4 separate regions of the Mus musculus genome follow, and regions 1, 2 and 3 are each linked to region 4. Evidence: chromatin contacts called from public Hi-C and promoter capture Hi-C data. All regions are on one chromosome and are shown on one strand. Each heading gives the region's core, a stretch centred on a gene start, on an enhancer-like site or on the middle of the called end of the contact. The rest is flanking DNA. Distances are from core to core; before and after follow the strand shown.

Region 1 (2,847 bases), core at 185-2,684, 310 kb after region 4:
ACATACTGCAAAACATACATATAAAACAAAAATAAGTAGTTTTTTTAAAAAATACATACACATGCATACATATTCTGTTTAGGACAATTTGAAGAATATGTGGTAGACATCTCAGAACCCTGAAGGATGCCCCTCCTACAATAATAGTCAAAAGACTATTCTCTATTTTAAAGACCAGGCTGGGATTCCTTCTACAAGTTCACCTCCAGCTCCCAACCTCCTCGTGACACACTGAGCAGTTTCTGTGGTTGTGATCCAGCAGGCTTAGGCCACACTTCCACCCTCAGCATACCTTCATTGTGGGCATAAGGTACCAGGACTATGTGCATTCAGAATACAAATAAGGGGTCTTGAAGCTTGTTAGATTTTGACAGAAGTTTGCTGCAGGTTCAGAGTTGCTTCCGGGGGTCTCCCAATGGGGTAATGCCTAAATGGAACCAGAATGGTTACTTGAGGACCTTATAAAGGTCGGGGAAACAGCAAGATGCTTCCTAGGCTTGAAAAGTTGCAGACCCCAATATATAAGTCTATGAAAAATGCTAACATGTAACAGCAATGCAGTAGGCCTTGGGACATCCCTCATCACAGATATGTGGATGCTGGGCTTAGAGACTTAGAGATGTCTCCGTGCTTCTGGGCTTCAGTCTTTCTTGGAATGATTGCTCTTTTCTGCTTGCTCTGTCCTCCTTCAGAGAATAGGACCTTATCTTGACTTGGGCCAGTCATTGGGCCATCTCTGTTCCATCTTTATTCCTGAGCATCTCATAAGTGGGACAAATTGTGTCCCTTCACTAGAAATCCTGCCTGGCTACAGGAAGTGGCCACTTCAGTCTCCATATCCGCAGATGCTCAGAGTCTCAGCTAGGGTCACCCCCATAGACTCCCAGGATCCTCCTCACCCATTCCCAGTTCTCAAACTAGTCCCAGAATGCCCCAACATATTTCCATTCTCATGCCCAGCCCTCTCCCTCACCCCTTCACACACCTGCTCCCTTTCCCCACCCCCCTCCTCGGCCTCTCTCACAGTTTCCTCCCTTCATTAACCAAGCTCAGAGTCTATCTAACATGCAGTGCAGCTACAGTCCTAAGAGTGAAGCACCATGGCAAGCAAGAGTTGAAAATTATCTATGGAGGAGGGAAGATGGTGTGAGGAGAGGGTGTTAAATCATCAGACCTCTCCAGAAGACACTGCTGATCTGAGAGCAGGCAGAACACACTTGTATTTCTTGCACTGAGAAAGTAGAGGCAGGAGGATCAGGGGATAAAGGACAGTCTCCTCCATCAGGCACTTTCAAGGCCAGGCTGAACCTGTCTCAAAAACAAAAAAAATAAGAATACACAATTTCAGAGCTGGCCTCCAACCAATCAGGGCAGACCAAGTTAATTTTCACAAGATAAGAGGTTCAATAAAAGGCAAGTCCTCTCCAGCTTTCCACAGCTTTGTCCACAGTCCATTATGACAAATATGGAGACAACGGCACAAGCTGGGTCCAGTGTCCGAGTCTGGATGGCCTGTCTGCTCCTGATATTTCCTACCACTGTCATTGGTAAGACATACTCCCTGAACGAGTGAAGTGGGGTTTCTGGCTCTGTGGCAAACCTGAGGAAGGAGGAGACTGGAGTGAGGCAGTAAGAGTGAACACCCTTCTCTGAGAAGGTGCCCAAAATAGAAGAGTACAGGTGTGGTATATCCCGACTGGGCAGAGTCATTATTATCTGAATGATCTATTTTTTTTAAAGACTGAACTCAGGAGTTTAACATATGAAGAAAGCTCCAACACTAAGCTATATCCTCACTCTTACCTTTATGTTTTAATCAGTCATGGTAAAATGAAAAAGAATGTCATAAATGAAGCCTACTTACAGATCACTGAAAAATTGGGGATACAAATAACCCCATGAGGACATAGAGGGGAGGCACAAGATGACTGAACAAGTAGTGGGAAATGGGGAGAGAATACTCTCTTCTTCTTCTTCTTCTTCTTCTTCTTCTTCTTCTTCTTCTTCTTCTTCTTCTTCTTCTTCTTCTGCTTCTGCTTCTGCTTCTGCTTCTGCTTCTGCTTCTGCTTCTTCCTCTTCCTCTTCCTCTTCCTCTTCTTCTTCTTCTTCGGCTTCGACTTTGGCTTCATCGTCATCATCCACCTCGACCTACTCATCCTCCTCCACATCCTCCTCCTCCTGCTCCATACTCCTGCTCCTCCTCCTCTTCTTGCTTTCACAAGTGGGCAAGAATAAGCAATGCAGGCTAAGCAGATTGGTTGACTACCACACCTTAGTTAACATGTGAGTAACTGAGGTTCAAGCTGGGAGCAAGTCTGATTCAGACTAGAGATTGGGACACAAGGTAAGGTAGAGGAAGTCAGGGATAATCATGGAGAGAGGAGCCAAGCCTGCTAGCCACACACTTGTATTTCTTGCACTGAGAAGGTAGAGGCAGGAGGATCAGGGGATAAAGGACAGTCTCCTCCATCAGGCACTTTCAAGGCCAGGCTGAACCTGTCTCAAAAAACAAAAAAATAAGAATCATGAAGGTAGCCACTTGTTGAAGAGCCTAGCCATAATGCTGGGTGGAGAGTATTCAGAATAGAACCCAACAAATAGATGCTGGAGGAGCAAGTCTTCCTTCATTTTAAAAGTCCATTATTTCCCCCACCCCTTCATGGAGACTGTAAACTCAGCACCCAATGACCCTTCTCTCCCTTTCTCAGGACCCAAAGTCACTCAGCCTGAAGTGGATACCCCCCTGGGTCGTGTTCGAGGCCGGCAGGTGGGTGTGAAGGACACAGACCGCATGGTAAATGTCTTCCTGGGCATCCCCTTTGCTCAAGCACCACTGGGACCTCTTCG
Region 2 (3,028 bases), core at 320-2,819, 270 kb after region 4:
GAAACCGGGCAGCCAGTACAGGATCTGAACCGTGTCCTTGAAGGGAGGTTGTGCAACATTTTTATAGGTTAGGAACACAGAGCAAGGAGAGAGGGGCGGTGTTATCCAATTGTATTTTGACATTATGGGTTAAACCTGTTGGAGACTGGGTCATATCCAGGGCACTTGGCTTCAAGGTCCTTAATTCATTCTCCTAGATATTAGGTCCAGAGCTCAGAGTGATAAAGAGACAAAGAAGCAGGTCATTCCTAGGCCTGGGAACGTGAACTGGTTTAAACCTGCCAGCAAGATGGAGAAGTTGTCATTGAGATGGCTGTACTTAGACAACTGTTTTCAACAGAAGCCGTTGAGCTATAGGGAAGTCCCCAGCTCCCCTAAGGCCTGGGACCTTGAATTTAACTTTTCCCTAAGATTAAATAATCTGAAAACAAAATGGTAGTTTCTTTTGAACAAAATATTCATATAGCTAGGGGAATAGTTTGACCGCTGGATTCTTTACGAGGTAGGGCCTAGCTAGAAGAATTACTAGGGGTGGGCATGCACTGATATTCGATTGCAGATATTCACCTGGACTTTCATTTATTATTTATTTATTTGTTTATTATTGTTGCTTTTACTGTTATTGTTGTTACTATGATTTTGCTTGTTTGGATTTTGTCTGTTGACACTCAGCCTTCCTGTGTAACTATGATTTAACCAAACTCAGGATTCACCTGCCTCCACTTCCCAAGTTCTGGGACTATTCACACTAGTCAACATTGCCTTTAGACTCCTTTTTTTTATTTATTATTTTATTTTATTTTATTTTATTTCTCTCTCTGTGTCTCTCTGTCTCTGTCTCTCTCTGTCTCTCTGTCTCTCTCTGTCTCTGTCTCTGTCTCTCTCTCTCTCTCCCTCTCTCTCTCTCTCTCTGTGTGTGTGTGTGTGTGTGTGTGTGTGTGTGCATGCATGCACACATACAGAAATGTCCCTGAGACCAAGGAAGAGTCCATGCAGATTTTCACACCATGACTATGGGGATTAAGGGACCAGGGCAGGAGAAACAAGTAAATCATGAATCCAGAAACGAACGAGAAGTTTTCAGGATTGAAGGAACCGTCGTAGCTGCCTTGTATTTGCCCTCCCAGCTCCCTTCGCCCCACAATAGGTGTGGCCATTCTCTAATGTGGGTCACTATGGTGTGTCTCTTCAGAGAAGCCCTTCGATTTCTCTAGCATCAGCTTTCTGCTCTGTCTTCTCATCCCTGACACCTTCCTTCCACCTGTGACTGTCATGTCCTTACACTTAGTGGTTGCAAGTTGCAGGTGCAGGTCCCTGTGTTTAAGGGGCTGTAGACGCCACATAGCACCTTCAGAGGAGGTCAAAAGAAACACAGGAAGTGTGGAGGTGTCTATAATCCCTGTCTGCTGATTTTGGCTTTCACAAGCCCAGTCTGCTCAGAGTCGTTCTCCTGCAGTACCCACCCTGCCAGGCCCCACCCAGAGCCCTGCCCACACTCTGCAGGGTCCAAACTCCAGCTCCAATCCTCAGTTGCCTTCTGGTAAAGCCTGACCTGCCCTACAGAAGTTCAGAAACACGCCTGTGTACCAACCATGAGACTGGAACAAATTCATGCTCGGCTAACCACCGCGACCTGTGGGCTCCTGCTTCTCCTCCGGGTCCAGGGTGAGGCTCTCAGGGGAGTGAAGGGAATTATGTCAGAGCTGCCAAACTGTGAAGAGACTAAGGGAGAGTAAGGGAGGAAATGGCCAAGGATGGGCAAGGAAATGGCAAGGCTGAAATGGTGAAGCCCATTGCTTACTTGTGTGATACTCTGCAAGTGTCAAGGTGGGCCGCCTAAAGCTAAAAGCATAGTGGCTACCTGAAGATGCTCGCCTTCAAGGATGGAACTGAAAAGGAGGGGGTTTTGAGGAGTGGCAGATTAACAAGGCCAGACAGACTCAAGATGACGAGTCAGGACATTCCCTATTGTTATTAGACGCGTTCTCACGACCGGCCAGGAAGAACACCACAGACCAGAATCTTCTGCGGCAAAGCTTTATTCTTACATCTTCAGGAGCCAGAGTGTAAGCAGCAAGAGAGCAAGAAGCAAGAGAGAGCGAAGCAAGAGAGAGAAGCAAGAGAGAGAGAAAACGAAACCCCGTCCCTTTTTAAGGAGAATTCTCCTTCGCCTCGGACGTGTCACTCCTTGATTGGCTGCAGCCCATCGGCCGAGTTGACGTCACGGGGAAGGCAGAGCACAAGTAGTCATAAGATACCCTTGGCACATGCGCAGATTATTTGTTTACCACTTAGAACACAGCTGTCAGCGCCATCTTGTAACGGCGAATGTGGGCGCGGCTCCCAACATCTCCCCCTTTTTCTTTTAATAAGAGCAAATAGGCCACCCATATTAATGAGAGTGGAGATAGAGGTCAAATCCCCAGTGTGTAGGTAAAGGAGCCATGTACAGGATTAGCTCTTAGGCTCACAGGCTTTTACCCAGAGCAACCCTGACCTGCTCCCGTGTCGTTTTGCCTGGGGGAAGGGAACTAGGACACTGAACCTTCATGAAAGATGACATGTCTCCCTAGAATAGGCTCATATATGCCGCAGAGCCTTTCCATTGCAGTGCTTAGCCTTGCAACTCTCTCGGGCTGCTGAAGCACACTCACTCTATCCCGTGCAATGAGTCTAGCCTCATGGGATATAAGAGCTGAGTGGCCAGCGACCTATTGCCTAAGCATAGATATATCATATATCAGGGGGAGCTCCATGTTCTAGTCCTGCAAGCGCCTGGGCAATAACCACCTTGTCTCTCCTAGTTTAGGCCTTAAGCTTACAGACCAATCAAAGAAGCAACACTAATCCACAGCAAAGTGTATCTCCAAATAATATTAATCCCACCCATTTTTTAAAGAAAGAAAATGCTGAGGAGATCCAATTGGGTAATCCTTTGGTCAGGGACAGGTCCAAGCGGGTGGAGTTGACCTGAAGTCTCAATTCCCGAAGGGATCTGTTCAAATTCAGCCATCCAATTCTGTAACAT
Region 3 (3,009 bases), core at 274-2,773, 290 kb after region 4:
ATAGATGGGTGAGTTGCAGTAGATAATACTTTCCTCCAGGCTACAGTATGCATGGTTCCTCCCTCCTTCCCCTCCACCTCCTCTTTACCTCTCCTCTCACTTCTCAGGCCCTCAACTACTAGTGCTGTCCCTGGGGAGAATCTCACTAACCTTGGTGATGGATGTTCCCTTGTGGTGGGGCTCACCTCACACAGACTCCTCTGTGCTGGCTTAATGTCAATTTGACACAAGCTAGGAGTTACCTAAAAGGAGGGAATCTCTATTGAGAAAATGCCTCCGGAAGATTCTGCTGGAGGGTATTTTCTTAAATAGTGATTGATGGGGGAAGGCCCAGCCCGTGGCAGGTGGTGCCACCTTTGAGCTGGTGGTCCTGGATTCTATAAGAAAGGAAGTTGAGCAAGCCATGAAGAGCAAACAAGTCAGCAGCACCCCTCCATGGACTCTGCATCAGCTCCAGAGGCCTCCAAATTCCTGTCCTCTTTGAGTTCTTGCCCTGACATCCTTCAGTGATAAACAGTGCTGTGGACGTGTAAGCCAAATAAACCCTTTCCTCCCCAAGTTGCTTTGGTCATGGTATTTTGTCGCACCAATAGTAACCCTAACTAAGACATACCTCTTAATGCCAAAATAATGTAGATTGCGTTTGCACATAGTAATGGGAACTAATTATGGGAAATATATGGCCTTCTCTATGGTCCCTGAAGGTTGAATGTCATCTATCATTGGCACTTAAATCAAGATACCCTCCATTTTCAGTGTGGCACATTTCTGCAACTGTAACCCTTCCACTAAGGAAGCTAGACAGGAAGATCTCCATCCCAGGTCAGCCTGGTGACATATCAAACACTGGCTCCAAATAAATAAATACGAAAACCTATCCCCTTCTATTTCTGTCCAAAGTGGTGATTGGATTCATTTTTGTGAGACGCAGCATTAGGTATGCACACAGGATGCTGATTCCTGAACTACTCTGCAGGTAAGTGTGGAGAAGGCCCAGGCAGGTTTCTCGTGTCCTGTCTTTTGCCGTTACACCAGTGTGGCTTGGTCTGCAGACACTATGAGACGCTGTGCAGATACTTGACAATTGCACATCTCCAAAAAAGGGTCATCTGTGAGACCCTCCTTGGATGTGGGATTGTGGTGAGAAACGGAAGATCCAGACATACCAAGGAGCAGAAGTTTCCACCCCCTGACCCTATGGGGGCCTATTCATCAGAGAGGTACCTTCATGCCCTTCATAGTCCCTCTGCAACCTGTGGACCATCTGACCATCTCTCATTTGTGAAGGAATTCATGTGAGTAACACCGCATCATTGTCCCTAAATATTCTTTTTCCCCCTACCCACACCTCCATCCCTCTCTTGTTTGACTAACCCCCACCCATCCTGCCACCTCTACCACCCCACCCCCATGTAGGCATGAGCGTGTGTACTAGCTATTGCAGGCATGAGTTAAGACCAAAGGTTGATGTTAGGATGTCTCTCTCAATTATTACTCCACTTACTCTTTGAGCTAGGATCTCTGGCTGAACCTTGGTCTTACAGATTTACCTAAGCTGACTATCACATTAGACCAGGCTCTGCCTGTCCCCATTTCTCCCCACTGCAGTTACATGTTCCTGCCCATGCCTGGCTTATGTCTGGCTTTTATATGGGTGCAATGGATCCAAACCTAGATACCCATGCTTGTTCAGAAAGCTTTACTCTACCCCCCTCTCCCCCAGATTTGGCTACTTTTTAAGACTTAATTACTTCATGTATATGAGTATTTTGCCTGCATATGTGTTAACATGTTTGGCTACTTTTAATAAAGCTTTACGAATATTTACACACATGGCTTTACATAATCACATGCTTTCAATTTTAGAGTCCAGACCTGGAGCTGAAGCGCTGAGTCCTGTGGAAAACTTGTTGAACCTTTAGAAAAATTTCAGGGCTAGCTCTCAGCTCCATGGTAGAGAGCTTGCCTAGTATGTACAAAGCCCTGGATTCAATCACAGCACCACCAAAGCCAAATATAAAGCCAAATTAGGTGGCATAGGCCTGTAATCCCAACTACTCAGAGGTCTGAGGCAAAAAAAAAAAGATTGCAAGTTAAGACCTGCCTGAGCTACAGAACAAACTACAAACCATCTGATATACTTAACGAGACCCTGTGTCAAAACAAAAGCAAACAAAAGAGAGAACGGTGTTAAAATTAGAGCTCATGTCGGAGCACTTGGCTAGCATGTGGAAGACCTTAGGTCCAATCCCCAGAATTAGAAACACATAAAATGGGGCGGGGGCAGGGAAGAGATGAAGGAAAGAAAAGAAAATGTTGAATCACCTCCAAATGACCATCTCACACCACCCGTGTATCAAAGATGCCAGTTGCTTTGTATCCTCGCAAATCCTTAAAGTAGTGAGCCTGAAATATTATTGCATTGGACGGGTAGGTGCTTCTGGTTGTAGATGTTTCCCTAGATTTTATAGTGTCTGCTTCTAGAGAGAGATACTGAGACTGAGACAGACACAGGGATAGACATAGTTAATATGTTACTGTAGTACCACTTTAAGAGAAGTGATTTTCACTTTTCTCATGCTTTGGAAGCCTTCCATTCCACTCTGGCATGAAAGACAAGGTGCTCCGTGCATGGCAGCAGGAGCATATGATGACAAGCCCTCACTTGGCAGCAGATCAGACAGCAGAGGGAGCCAGAACAGAACCTGAGGTAGGTACAACTTTCAAAGACCAGTGCCTTAGTTAGGGTTTCCATTGCTATGATGATAAAACATAACCAAAACAACTTAGGGAGAAGGGGTGTATTCTGCTTCCACATCATATTTCATCACTGAAGGAAGTCACAGCAGAAACTCTAAAAGGGCAGGAACCTGGAGGAAACTAAAAGGGCTGATGCAGAGACCATGGAGGGATGCTGCTTCCTGGCTTGCTCAGTTTGCTCTCTCAAAAAAACCCAGGGCCACTTGTCATGGGCTAGGCCCTCCCGCTTCAATCACTTATTAAAAAAAT
Region 4 (2,789 bases), core at 13-2,512:
CCACACAGAATTTCATAGCTTTTTCTTTCTTAGAAGAGAAAGCTTTGTGGGCATAGCTGGGCTCTAAGCAGAACCATTTCAGTATTTGTTGTCTGTTACAAGAATGGTCAGGCATCAGTGACTGGTGCCATGTGTATGTATTCTGTATGTGTGTCTGTGGCTATGGCTGTGTGTTTGTGTCTGTGTGTGAGTCTGTGTATATGTGTGGATCTGTGTATGTGTGTGTTTGGAGTGCTTGTGCCTGTGTGTATCTCTCTGTCTATATGTCTGTCTGTCTGTCTGTCTGTCTGTCTGTCTGTCTGTCTGTCGGTCTGTCTCTCTCTCTGTGGGGCTCTGCTGAAGTTTCTTTCCAGCCCTCAAAGCCTGGAGATACTGTGAGGTTCATGTTCATGTGCTCAGAACATCTGTGAATATGTTTGACTGTGAGGTGTGTCTTGGCAACAGAATGGAAACATTAGAAGGTCCAGATATGTTCAGAAGAGCATCCTATCCCTGTCTCCCTGAGTGCCTGCCCTTGCACAGACACTTATTTCTAACTTTTACAGGCCCTCTGAGATCCTTTGGTTGCTTGTGACACAATCACTCACCTTCAGATTCCATATTATTAATTTATTGATGTCCCTAAATCTTCTCTGGGCCCTCTATTAAAAACATTATATACTTATGCCATCATACAATGGAGATGAATGTTGCTCCATCTGCCTCTGTGTCTCCTAAGCAGTTTCTCTCTGTCATTACGGGGTTCTCTCCTCTAATCCCCACGTTCCCAGGCACCCTAAATATGACAAACCTTTATCTTCCCAGGGTGCTAACTTTTGCAGGATTCATAGAGTAACTTGAAGGCCAATCCCAGGACATGACTAAAATGATGATTCTTGTAATGTCAATCTTCCACAACAGGAAGTATCCTGACTGTGTACCTATTGACAAGAGCCCTGTGGCTTCTCCTGTTGCAGCTTTCTGCTCCCTGATCTTCATACCAACACCTACATTGGGATGGTGAGGAAGAGAGTCAGGAATCATGATTCCATATTGGAGGTCAGGGATCCTGGCATTGCAGAAGGACTTCAGATGCCCTGCTGTGTCTGTCCAAGAGGCCAGGGAAGGAAGAGAAACTGCAGAGGTGGCTTTGCCTGCTTGTTGGCTCTTGTCTCCCTGTGGCTTCTGCCTTATCAGTTTTTCTGCAATAAGAACTTTGCCCCATCCAATCAAATGTCCACACCTACACCCCTAAAAGTACAAATTCCTGCTTGGACCAGGCCGATCTGTTTTTGTTTCCTGCTGTGACACTCTCATGTGCAGCAGCACAGGTTTAGGCCTGAGATTCAACCATGCCATTGGCTAGACTTCCTGGTTGGCTGTGTGTTGTTGCCTGTGGGCTCCTGCTTCTCCTCCAGCATGTGCATGGTAAGACTATCTAAATGAGCACAGGGGACTTGGGTCAGAACTGCCCCAGTTCGGCAAAGTCAGAGGCTGAGCTTGTGGGATGGAAGGCACCAGGAAGGGAAAAGGAGCTGGTGGAGAATGACAGGTGACAGTGTGGGGAATGTGTGCTTTGTAATGTCCCACCAGGGCACATGGGGCGGGGGGGGGGCATCAGAGATGTCTGAGGTTAGCACATACTGAGGAGACAACCGGGACAGAACAACAAGCAGGACATGTCCCTCCTCTGTGTGTGCTTGTGGCTAGAAATCCTACAACATTGATAATGATAATAATTCCTTCCTAATGCCAAGTGGCTCTAAGCCTGTCACTTTGTTGACTAGGGAAGAGTCCTGACAGTTTGGAAGAGGGTCAGTGGACAAGGTGTCTGTCCCTAGGGAATCTAGAAGCCCTCATCTCCTCATCCTACTACTGAACTGAGATGACCCAGGTTACCTTCCCCATGTACCATGGTGATGATGAGGTAGAAAGTCCCAAGTGTGGTGACAGCTGATGGCATCTCTCCACTTACAGGCCAGGACTCAGCCAGCCCCATCAGGAACACCCACAGGGGTCAGGTGAGAGGCAGCTTTGTCCACGTGAAGGACACTAAATCTGGTGTCCATGCCTTCCTGGGAATCCCCTTTGCCAAGCCTCCTGTAGGACTACTGCGCTTTGCACCTCCTGAGGACCCTGAGCCATGGAGTGGTGTGAGAGATGGGACCTCACAGCCGGCCATGTAAGTTCTAGACCCAGAGGACTTCAGGCCTGTGCTCTGGGCCACACTGCAGGCTTCCTCCACCTCAGCTCTATAGCAGTTTTCTGCCTATGATGAGGGGCATCTCCCATGCACGTTCTTGATGAATGTGCTAAGAATTAGAGTAGAACAGCTGTGCCAGGCTGCTGGGTCAGAGCACAGCACCTGTAGGGACTTAGTTGTAGGAACTGCAGTAAGGAACAGAGACTGAGCCCATTCTTCACAGTCCCTGTGACCATCCACTGTCCTTGTGCCATTGACTAAGGAACAAGCACACATGCTTCTAACTGGAGACTATGTGGAACAAGGAGGTACCTTATTGGTACTTGGGAGTGAAATGAAGAATGTCTCACTATCATATGGAGTGGCATTGCCCACTCATTCCTATAGTTGCTATGTGGGCACAGTACCTCAATACCCAAGTATCTTAGTTCCCTTTCTATTGCTGTGATAAAGTATCCTTACATAAGCAACTTAGTGAAGAAAGATTTTACTATGGGTCACAATCCCAGCTTATAATCAATCATAGGTGGGAAACTACAGAGTCAGATGTTTAAGAGAGCTGATTGCATCCCATCCATAATCAGGAGCAGAGTTCAAAGGACACATG

What was found. Promoter capture Hi-C pulls out the DNA fragments that hold promoters and counts their contacts. A called contact is a pair of places that touch in the nucleus more often than the background predicts.
Region 1: a promoter capture Hi-C map of liver shows a contact between it and region 4, with 9 times the contacts expected there. The contact joins the promoter of Ces3a here to the promoter of Ces2a in region 4. A contact is called at or near these places in 17 of 39 promoter capture datasets (the 3T3-L1 cell line, the HPC-7 cell line, cranial neural crest and 8 more), 4 of 484 Hi-C or Micro-C datasets (liver and nephron progenitors), 2 of 115 datasets of contacts at active chromatin or transcription factors (hepatocytes and liver) and 2 of 9 other capture datasets (adipose tissue and liver).
Region 2: a promoter capture Hi-C map of embryonic stem cells shows a contact between it and region 4, with 3 times the contacts expected there. The contact joins the promoter of Ces2h here to the promoter of Ces2a in region 4. A contact is called at or near these places in 3 of 39 promoter capture datasets (embryonic stem cells, hippocampal neurons and liver), 1 of 484 Hi-C or Micro-C datasets (liver) and 3 of 9 other capture datasets (adipose tissue, embryonic stem cells and liver).
Region 3: a contact with region 4 is called in a Hi-C map of liver, with 2.7 times the contacts expected there. The contact joins the enhancer-like site here to the promoter of Ces2a in region 4. A contact is called at or near these places in 10 of 39 promoter capture datasets (the C10 cell line, cranial neural crest, embryonic stem cells and 5 more), 1 of 15 datasets of contacts at CTCF or cohesin (pro-B cells), 10 of 484 Hi-C or Micro-C datasets (the Ba/F3 cell line, the G1E-ER4 cell line, adipose-derived mesenchymal stem cells and 4 more), 1 of 115 datasets of contacts at active chromatin or transcription factors (hepatocytes) and 4 of 9 other capture datasets (adipose tissue, liver, macrophages and 1 more).

Annotation. Positions count from the first base shown.
Region 1 is chr8:105,047,165-105,050,011 of GRCm38.p6, forward strand. It overlaps Ces3a (carboxylesterase 3A), which reads left to right and starts at 1,435. Exons shown (of 13, transcript NM_198672.1): 1 at 1,435-1,547; 2 at 2,709-2,847. The coding sequence starts at 1,457.
Region 2 is chr8:104,999,261-105,002,288 of GRCm38.p6, forward strand. It overlaps Ces2h (carboxylesterase 2H), which reads left to right and starts at 1,570. Exons shown (of 12, transcript NM_001272045.2): 1 at 1,570-1,665. The coding sequence starts at 1,593.
Region 3 is chr8:105,020,623-105,023,631 of GRCm38.p6, forward strand. No RefSeq gene overlaps it. Among named protein-coding and RNA genes, the nearest start is that of Ces2h, 21 kb to the left of the region's middle. Within about 2 kb of position 1,524, at least 3 of the 459 cell types and tissues checked have an H3K27ac peak or open chromatin away from gene starts, as enhancers often do. A contact at or near this core is called in hepatocytes and liver, where this site is marked.
Region 4 is chr8:104,732,741-104,735,529 of GRCm38.p6, forward strand. It overlaps Ces2a (carboxylesterase 2A), which reads left to right and starts at 1,263. Exons shown (of 12, transcript NM_133960.5): 1 at 1,263-1,407; 2 at 1,957-2,161. The coding sequence starts at 1,332.